2 separate regions of the Macaca mulatta genome follow, and region 1 is linked to region 2. Evidence: chromatin contacts called from public Hi-C data. All regions are on one chromosome and are shown on one strand. Each heading gives the region's core, a stretch centred on a gene start, on an enhancer-like site or on the middle of the called end of the contact. The rest is flanking DNA. Distances are from core to core; before and after follow the strand shown.

The links. A called contact is a pair of places that touch in the nucleus more often than the background predicts.
Region 1: a contact with region 2 is called in a Hi-C map of fetal cortex germinal zone, with 2.2 times the contacts expected there. The contact joins two enhancer-like sites. A contact is called at or near these places in 2 of 14 Hi-C or Micro-C datasets (fetal cortex germinal zone and fetal cortical plate).

The regions. Positions count from the first base shown.
Region 1 is chr5:161,835,784-161,840,872 of T2T-MMU8v2.0, reverse strand. All of the region lies in intron 1 of TRIM2 (tripartite motif containing 2), which reads right to left. Among named protein-coding and RNA genes, the nearest start is that of TRIM2, 45 kb to the right of the region's middle. Within about 2 kb of position 1,907, at least 37 of the 40 cell types and tissues checked have an H3K27ac peak or open chromatin away from gene starts, as enhancers often do. A contact at or near this core is called in fetal cortex germinal zone and fetal cortical plate, where this site is marked.
Region 2 is chr5:161,737,602-161,742,776 of T2T-MMU8v2.0, reverse strand. No RefSeq gene overlaps it. Among named protein-coding and RNA genes, the nearest start is that of TRIM2, 53 kb to the left of the region's middle. Within about 2 kb of position 1,781, at least 19 of the 40 cell types and tissues checked have an H3K27ac peak or open chromatin away from gene starts, as enhancers often do. A contact at or near this core is called in fetal cortex germinal zone and fetal cortical plate, where this site is marked.

The DNA.
Region 1 (5,089 bases), core at 658-3,157, 98 kb before region 2:
CTATGTTTAAGGGTTGGGATCATTCATTAGAGGCTGTGGGGAAGGTTTTAAGAACAGACAGGACAGTCAGGAAGTAATGGTGAATGAAGCAGAAAGGACTTTCTCTTAAGCATCCTTAAAAGAGAAAAGGTGCAAGTTGGCCTTAACCTGTTGGGGTTATATGGATAGGAGTAGATTTATCAGGAACCAGCTGACCCAGTTCCAATCCAAGAATTCACACCAGAACTGGCCTGGCCTTGGGATGACCCTTTAATGTTATACATTGCACAAATGATTGTGTGCCAGTGGTACACAAGGCACTGGTGATACAAAAATAAATGACATGAACAGAACCTCTCAAAATCATTCCTGGGGACTGAGTTATTTGCCTCCAGCTCACAGTTGTGTTGACTGGGTCTCAAGGATCGGGATAGCCCTTTGCAGCCAGGCTGTATTTGCAGTAAAGGTGACCCAGGTCTAGCACCCCTGACTCCCTGCCCAGTATGTTTCCCACAGGGAGCTGCCCCAAACTGAAGACATATCCAGGTGGGATCTGCCCAGCACAGAACAGAGCAAGACCATCACTTTGCTTGCTCCAGGCTCTATCCTTCTATTAAGTACCTCTGAGGTCCTTGTACCTTTCTTGGCACTTTTCTCATATTGACTCATATTGAACATAAATTCATGCCCAGCAACCCTATCCAACAAGGAATTTTGGTTGGTCTGGTATCATTTATTCTTATGGAACTCAGGATGCTTTTTTTTTCTAGGTACTTACAAACCATCCCATTAATAATCCTTCTCTAGCATTATTCTTGATAGAGAGTTCTGTAGTTTTGTAGAAAAGACTGACGTAGGCCTGGTGTGGTGGCTCATGCCTGTAATCCCAGCACTTTTGGAGGCCAAGGCAGGCAGATCCCTTGAGGTCAGGCGCTGGAGACCAGCCTTGTCAACATGGTGAAACCCCGTCACTACTAAAAATACATAAGTTAGCCAGGCATGGTGGCACGTGCCTGTCGTCCCAGCTTCTCCGGAGGCTGAGGCAAGAGAATCACTTGAACCCAAGAGGCCGAGGTTGTAGTGAGCTGAGATGGGGCCACTGTGCTCCAGTCTGGGTGACAGAGTGAGGCCTTGTCTTGAAAAAAAAAAAAAGAAAGAAAGAAAAAGAAAAAAAAAGAAAAAAAAAAAAAAAAAAAGACAAGCAAAAACAAGGCTCTGCTATGCACTGATTATTAAATGCCCAAGTAATAACATATCTACCCCTTCATTATTCTTTGTCCTGCTCTGACTATAACAAAAAGCAAAGGCAAGCAAACACAAAGCTCTTTTGTTTCGCCCATTGTTAGGCCTGGAGAATTCAAAGTTAACTATGTATCCTGAGTATACCCGGAATGTCATCTCCCAGTGCTAACTATGGGTTCCTGATTGCATCTGTGTCTACACCGATGTGCACATCGGTATCAAGTATTGTTTTTCTCTTAAGCAGAGCTCCATGACCACACTTCTTAATTTAACAATTAAATTCAAGGCCGTGCCAAAAGTTCCTGCTTGCCTCACCAGTTTACCTTGTTTAATTAATGCAGTGGTTTTGACTACAGGGCTGGGATTTAAGAGTCCGGGAGTCTCTGTGGGCGACTGAGCTGGCGGAGGCGGAGCAGAGCCTCCAGGGTAGGGGCGGAAGCAGGGAGGTGGCCGAGGCGGACGCGCTGCTAATAATGCCTGCCTCTTCCACACATTCCTTCCTCTCGGTCCCAGACAGTGGATTACTTTTAGACCAATATGTAGTTCAGCGAGAACCTCACAAATGTTCTTCTCTGCTGACCGAATCACCCGACCTCTACGATTCCATCCTACGGTCATAACCACAGACCTGGGGAAATCTCAGACAGCCCCGGCCTCGCAGGCCAGGCGGAGCCGGGAGCGCTTTCACTCCTCGGGCTCCGCCTCGCGCCCGGGCTCCATGGCAACAGGCCCCGCCCCGAGGCGGGAGCCTAGCTGCTCTTAGGCGGAAGAAAAGCAGGCGGATCCCCTCCACCCAGATGGCGATTGCGCGGTGGTATTCCGAACCTCTGTCTTTCCCCCACCCCCTCTGGGTTTCCTTTTCTAACCTTTTTGTCTCACCAGGAAACAGAATCACTCTGTAAAAGAACTGATTCAAGTGGTGGCGGTGTGGGGAAGAGGAGGGAGTCAGGCCCGCCGTGACGGCATTAAAAGCTAGGAGACCCGGGGATCGTCCCCGCCTGGCCCTCCAGCAACGGGGGTTCTCTCGACTGTGGCCTTTTCCCGTGTCCAGGGTTGACATCTCTCTGCCTGCCAACCCTGGAGGGTTCTGAGCCGATGCGCCCATGGTGGGGGTGGGACTTTCTCCGGGTAACATGCCTGGGTTTTCATGCTTTAAAACCTGGAGGTGACACTGAAGTAGGAGTTTGGGCACTTTGGCAGAGGGAGCTAATGCGAGGACAGGGGAATCTGACACCATCCTCAGAAGGCTGCCCCTCCAACTTGTTACCAGAAGAGTCTTTTCCTAAGCAGCCTGCCTGGCGCTACAACTCAGGGTCACTTTCATCCACGATTAGAATTCTACGATGAAAGTCAGAATGCATCTGCGATTAAGGCACGGCTCCGGAGACACATCTGGATTTGCTTTATCTGCAGGTTGCTCCTTGCCTCTCTGTTAGCTCATTTGTAAAATGATACGTCCTAATGCCATTGTGATGATTAAATGATCCAGTGTGTCAGTGTCAGCCCCAGGCCTAACACACAGTCTCAGGTGCGGTGGTGAAGAGGATGGGCTCTAGAGCCAAGAATGGGTTTGGATCCTGGCTCTGCCACTTATAAGTTGTATAACCCTGGGTAAGTAATTTAACCTCTATGCCTCAATTACCTCAAGTGTACGGGGGATGACAAGGGTACTGACTACATAGCATTGTTAGGAGAAGGAAATGGTTTTAGTCTATATAAAGGACCTGATCCAGTCCGGGCGCGGTGGCTCACGCCTGTAAAATCAGCACTTTGGTAGGCCGAGACAGGTGGATCACCTGAGGTCAGGAGTTCAAGACTAGCCTGGCCAACATGGTGAAACCCTGTCTCTACTAAAAGTGCAAAAACTAGCTGGGCATGGTGGCAGGCGCCTGTAATCCCAGCTATTTAGGAGACTGAAGCACAAGAATCGCTTGAATCCGGGAGGCGGACGCTCCAGTGAGCGGAGATTGCGTCAGGGCACTCCAGCCTGGGTGACAGAGCGAGACTCCGTCTCAAAACAAACAAACAAACAAACATGATCCAGTGCCTGATGCATCATAAGCAGTCAGAACATAAATTATTACTATCATTATTATGGCCACTACTACATTTATGAGTTCCTTTAGAAATGACTGATAATTCACTTTTTTACTCCTGGAGCTGGGCTCATTTAAGGATTCAGTAAGCCTTTGTGGGGGTTTTTTGGACATATGAATAGCTTAATAATACACTACACCTCACCACCCTTTAATAAGCCACACAAAATACATCAATAAATGAGAGTGAGTAGAATCATGCAAAATCAGAAGAGATATTTCTATACAGTTTTTTTGTTTGTTTGTTTCTTTGTTTGTTTTTTTTTTGAAACAGAGTCTCACTCTGTCTCCCAGGCTGGAGTGCAGTGGCGCTATATTGGCTCACAGCAACCTCAACCTCCTGGGTTCAAGGAATTCTCCTGCCTCAGCCTCCCGAGTAGCTGCGATTACAGTCGTGCGCCACCATGCCCAGCTAATTTTTTTGTATTTTTAGTGGAGACGGGGTTTTGCCATGTTGGCCAGGCTGATCTCGAACTCCTGACCTCAAATGATTTGCCTGCCTCGGCCTCCCAAAGTGCTGGGATTACAGCCGTGAGCAACCGTACCCAGTGCCTGTACACTTTTATCACACCAGCCTGAACACAGCCTCCCTCTGCATCCTCACCCACTTAGCACTGGTGTCTCCCTGCTGGTTTTGACACAGCTGAGAGGCTGCAGTGCTACTTTGTTACTCTTGCTGAGGTCTCACACTAACTCTAGTCCCAGGCCAGTCCCAGGAAGGAAGAGAGCCTGTTCATGCCTACCTGCCACTGGTTCTCATGAGAAAGAAACCTGGACTTTTGTGCTGGTCAGCGGCATGTGGAAATGAGTCCTCATTGGCCAGTATCTCTTCCTTAGAGCCAGCAGCCTTCTTAAAAAGATCAGAAGAGAAATGATTCCTTTTGGTCCCCTTCCAGCATCAGTTTTGCCCTTTGACGTAAGTCATCGTCTCTGGACATGAGAATGGGAGGCCTCACTTCCACGTCCTCCAAATGAATGCACTCTAAACAAATATTGATGCACCTCTCAAGGTTGGCATTGCATCTGGACCAGTGCCAGGAAGCCACAAGGCCACCAGAGGCAACGGGGAAGAGCAAGGGCGGAAGAATAGAAGCCAAGCTGCAGCAGATGGAATGTGCACACGGTCAGGTGAGGTCTGACCCAAGGGTGTTGTGCCTAGACCTGTGAGCCCTGGGTCAGGGTGAGCCCTGTGCCAAGCAGAACCATCCATGACCTCAGGGCCAATTCTGGGCACCCCTGACTCTTCCTTGATAATGTCTCTCATCCTCCATTCTTCCTCCCCCTTTCTCCTGCCCTCTTTCCTACTCCCCATCCACTTCATCAACAGGCTTTTAACTTATCTTCTACTATGTGCTGGGCACTGTGTTAGGAGCCACAGATAGTCACTATCCTTAAGGAACGTATACTTTCTCATAAGAGAGACAGATATTAAATCTCAAATTCTAAATTAAACTAAATTAAAGTACTTGAAATAAAAGTTAATTAAGCCTCAGACAATTAACGATTTTTATCTGTGGCCTCTACTTCAGACCCACCAAGGAAATGCATGGGTGTTGGTGTTCTGTGGTGGACAAGAATCCAGGCTCTGGAATCAGACAAATGTGGGTACAAAAATTACAGCACCTCTCTGACCCTCCTTTTCTTCTTCTGTAAAATGGCAGTAAAAAGAGATATACTTTATAGGGATGTTATGAGGATTAAACAAAATAATGCCCAAAAGATGCTTAACACATTGCCTGGCACAGAGGAAGACCCAATATACGTGAACTATT
Region 2 (5,175 bases), core at 532-3,031:
TAAATATAAAACTGAGTTGAATTTCAAGATTCCTTCTAGCAATCGATAGTAAGGGGGAAAAAACCCCCACACCCACTCACACTCATATTTTGGGGAGAAAGGAGGGAACTGAAGTCTTGTCACTTCATGTCTGCCCTGCTAAGCACATTGTGCTAACAGAAGGAAGAAACGAGTTCTGGGCGCGGCGAGACCCTGAGGCCCGCAAGGCTCTGAAATCCCAAAGGCGCTGAGATCTCAAAGGAACCCGGACGCGCCCCCTCCCGGGCCCGGACTCTGCGATGCGCGCTGCTCCCTGAGACGCCGCCACGCCCGTGTCCCTACAGGACCAGCCGCAGCCGCCACTGCGCAGCGCACAAAGGTCCTCACGGGCTGGAACACTGGCCTCATCTCGTTGTTTCGAGCCAACCGTAAAACGCGCCTTCTCTGCATTTTCAAAAAGGGCCGGAAAGATCAGGGGCGGGGCGGGGCTGCCTGCCCTGGCTGCCTAGGCCCAAGGTTCTTTCCTTTGTGTGTGGATCCCCAAAGCACAGGGCCGTTCCAAGCCCGATGCTGGCAACCCTGCACTCACGCCCACGTCTGCAGGCTTCGGGCTGTCGCCTCCTAGCCAGTGAGCACCACCTCCAGACGAGGCGTGGCGACGCGCTTCTCGGGGCCCTTCCGCAGCCCAGCCGCACGCGCGCCCGCCTCTCCTATCCCTGCCTTTCTGTCCCCACCACCGGTCTGGAAGCTTTAAGCGCCCAGCCGCCTGCCAGCAGCGCGGGGGCCGCAGATACTCACGTTTCCAATTGTGTCCCGAAGCGCGCACTGCCCCCGCCACTGTAATTAGAAGGACGGGAAAGCGCTCTGAGAGCTGCCTTTCAGACAAGCGAGGGGTAACAGCTGAAAGCCCCTCATTTTCTGCAAGTTCACTCAAAATGCTCCTCAGTGCCGCCAGCGCAGCTGCCAAGTTTAATAACTGTGTCAGACAGCCCACCCCTCCCCCACAAGGAGCCACAAAGACGACAGGCGGGGGACTAAATCCGCATGCCCAGCCGCAGTTACCCGGCCTCAGCCCCAGCGACGCCGCCGCTGGAATGACTGTGCAGGGAACGACCAGGAAAAGGTGCAAATGCCAGCCCTGACCTAGGAATTCTCCACAAACCTTTGTTCACTCCGAACAGAAATCAGATCCTTTTCCCAACAGTATTTCTGAAACAAAACAAGAGGCAGGAGCCTTTCCAGGTAACCCAACCTGCATTTCAAATGCAGAAGGCGCTTTCGCAGCAACACTCATCCCTATTTCTACTGGGTTTCTGGGTATTGATGGGCTATTCTGCGCACCATGCAAAGCGTAAGAAGCTCATTCAACTGCTCTGCACCCGTTTCAGTCGCGCGCACCAACGCTTGTGTCTGTCCCCAGGACCCTGGCCAACAGAACCTTACTGTCTGAGGGGGCTCCTTGGCAGTTCCTCGTTGATTTGGACCATTTCCAAAGCACGGGCAGCTCCTCGAAAGCGACTCAATCTTGTCAAGCTGGAAGGAATCAGTGGTTCTGTTTTGCAAGTGGAATATCAAAGTGAAGTACTCCACCGAAATTAGTATTTTATAGCATATATATATTTATGTGTGAGAGACTGATCCCGAGCTCACGGCAGCCTGGCGGCCTTACCCCAGGCCCCTAGTGCCCCGGCTCCGCCCAGAGAGCCCTTCCCTGCTAGGCCCAGCCAGCAGCACCTGCCTCTACGGGGGATGGTTTCCCTGGAAACTCCGGAGAGCCGGTTCTCCCTCCAGACACGCGGTTCCCTTGACAACTGCGACTTAGCACTAGGCCTTCTAAGAAGAATGTCCATGAATGCCTGTTTTAAATCACAGATTCAAAGAGATTCACGAGGGTGGTTGGTCAGGAATAAGATGTCTGTGATTTGGGGGAATGGAAGAGGGACCGCGCGAGCCTGAGTGGGGTCAGTGGCTATCACAGGCGAGGGACTGCGTAGCTCACCCTTCCCTACCAGTGAGTTAATACCTGGGTTTAGAATGAATACATTCTCTTCGGCTTATTTCCTTTTCTCTATTTATTTTCCTTAAGATACTATTTAAACAGTTATTTTACACCGACAGAGCACTAGCTGGCTCCAGGTAGGAGTGAGGAAAAGCCCATAAAGATGTGTGAAACAGAGGTGAGACTTCGTGGGAATAATACTTGGCTATAGATGATCTCATGCACAGAAATTCAAGAACTGTTTCAAGTACAATCTTGCATCATCAGGCCATGATGGTTATGAAATTTCACTCATGATTTCGGTTGGGTCCTATGGAGAAAAGAGGAAGTGTAGATGAGACTAGGCATATTTATGAAATATTTAAATGTCCACATGCCACCTGGTTCCTTTTGTTTTGGTTTTGTTGTTGTTGTTTGTTTGTTTGTTGAGACACAGCTTCACTCTGTTGCCCAGGCTGGAGTGCAGGGGCACCATCTTTGCTCACGGCAACCTCCGCCTTCCGCGTTCAGGTGATTCTCCAGTCTCAGCTTCCTGAGTAGCTGGGAATACACGTGTGAGCCACCACACCCGGCTAATTTTTGTATTTTCAGTAGAGATAGGGTTTCACCATTTTGGCCAGGCTGGTCTCAAACTCCTGGCCTCAAGTGATCTGCCCACTTTGGCCTCCTCCAGTACAGCAATTACAGGTGTGAGTCATTGCCTGACCTCTGTCTTGTTACTTTTGGTTACAGACACATCATACTAATCACACCACAAATAGATGCTAAAAGGTAAAATGAAACAAGTTAATGAGCTTGCATCCAAGGCATAAGAAGATTGTACAAAAAAAAAAATTACACATGCCTCATACTGGTTTCTCCTATGATCAATTATATATTCCGTATTTGAGCTATTAAAAGTTAAAAATCAGTGGCATGTTTGAATTAATGAGATTTTACTATACACATTATGATAATATGATTATGTTAATCTCTGGGTTGAGACTGAAATATGTACATACAAATGCATCCTTTTAAAAAGTCATAAATTCATTTCTGAAAAGTTTAACATGCATCCAATTTTCACAAAGCAAGTGATATTTCCATATTCTAGGGAAATGGTTTATGTAAAATAAAACACACAAGAAAATTTCTTCATAAAGCAGAAAAACCTTTTTGTTAAGAAAAATCATGCCTGTAATCTCAGCACTTTGGGAGGCTGAGGCAGGCAGATCACAAGGTCAGGAGATCAAGACCATGCTGGTCAACATGGTGAAACCCCATCGCTACTACAATACAAAAAAAAAAAAAAAAAATTAGCCAGGTGTGGTGATACGCGCATGTAGTCCCAGCTGCTCGGGAGGCTGAGGCAGGGGAATTGCTTGAATCTGGGAGGCAGAGATTGCAGTGAGACGAGATCGCGCCACTGCACTCCAGCCTGGCGAGTGAGAGCAAGACTCCATCTCAAAAAAAAAAAAGAAAGAAAAAAGAAAATAGAAAAGAAAAAGAAAAATCCTCTAATTTCTGTTTTTAAATTCTATTTATTTATTATTTTGAGATAGAGTCTCACTCTGTCTCCCAGGCTGGAGTGCAGTGGTATGATTCTGGCTCACTGCAACCTCTGCCTCCCAGGTTCAAGCCATTCTCCTGCCTCAGCCTCTCGAGCAGCTGGGACTACAGGTGCTCACCACCAAGCCCGACTAATTTTTGTATTTTTAAAAGAGTCGGAGTTTCACCATGTTGGCCAGGCTGGTCTCGAACTCCTGACCTCAAGTGATCCACCCATCTCAGCCTCCCAAAGTGCTAAGATTATAGACGTGAGCCTGTGCCTAGCCTAATTTCTGTTTTGAAAATTCACATGCTGTATCCTGAATCTGCTTTGAAGCACAAATTTTGTAAACATGTGACCCAGATGTTTATTTGCAAATGGAGATCTCTAAAACAGAAATATGTATACCCAGCAATATAATATACATCCATACATAGGCATCTCCTAATACATTTCATGTTTGAGAAAACAAAAAATTCTTAACAGATCATCTTCACTTTTAACAAAAATTAACAGTGAACATTGTAGAAGGCAGTTAAAAGATACTAAGAATGCAGTCACTGAAATGTCTTCCTAAAGGATAATTAAGAGCAGGACGATTATATTCAGAATATTATATTAGCTGATAATATTAAGTGAAATTCAGAACAGTAGATAGTTATGATTCCAGTCTTTTTTGAAATTATATGTGTGTATACTTATGACTATGATGATGTGAGGGAATTCTTGGCTTTATATTTGCCAATTTTTTTTTCTTTTTCTTTCCTTGTTTTCTTTTTTCTTTTTTTCTCTTACTCTGCCCCCCAGGTTGGAGTGCAGTGGTACAAACATGGCTCACTGAAGACTTGATCTCCTGGGCTCAAGTAATCCTTCTGCCTCAGCCTCTCTGAGTAGCTGGGACTATAGGCGTGTACCACCATGCTTGACTAATTTAAAAAATATATTTTTTGTAGAGACAGGGTCTTGCCATGTTGCCCAGGTTGATCTCAAACTCCTGGGCTCAAGCAATCCTCTCGCCTTGGCCGCCCAAAATGCTAGGATTACAGGCATGAGCCACCGTGCCTGGCAATGTTTTCTATTTCATTTCATTTTATTTTATATTTTATTTATTTTAGAGACAAGGTCTCGCTCTGTTGCCCAGGCTGGTCTTGAACTCCTGGCCTCAATCAATCCTCCTGTCTTGACCCCTATATTTTCCATGACAAACATTTCCATGGAGAGCAGCGTGGTAGAGTGGTTAAGATGATAGATTCAAAGTCAGAGGCCAGGTGCAGTGGCTCACGCTTTTAATCCCAGCACTTTGCAGGGCTGGGATTGCTTGAGACCAGGAGGTTGAGACCATCCTGGGCAACATAGGGAGATACTGTCCTACCAAAAATAAAAAAATTAGCTGGGTATGGTGGTGGGTGCCCGTAGTTCCAGCTACTTGAGATACTGAGATGGGAGAATCCCTTGAGCCTAAGAGATTGAGGCTGCAATGAGCTTTGACTGCATCACTGCATTCCAGCCTGAGTGGCAGAATGAGACCCTCTCTAAAAAACAAACAAACAACCCCCCCAAAGGCGGATAGATCTGGCTTTAAATCTCAGCTGCTACTTCCTGTGTGTTCTCATTTCAAAAATGGGAGTAGTAACAGCATGTTACTCAGCATGGTTGGAAGGATTAAGTG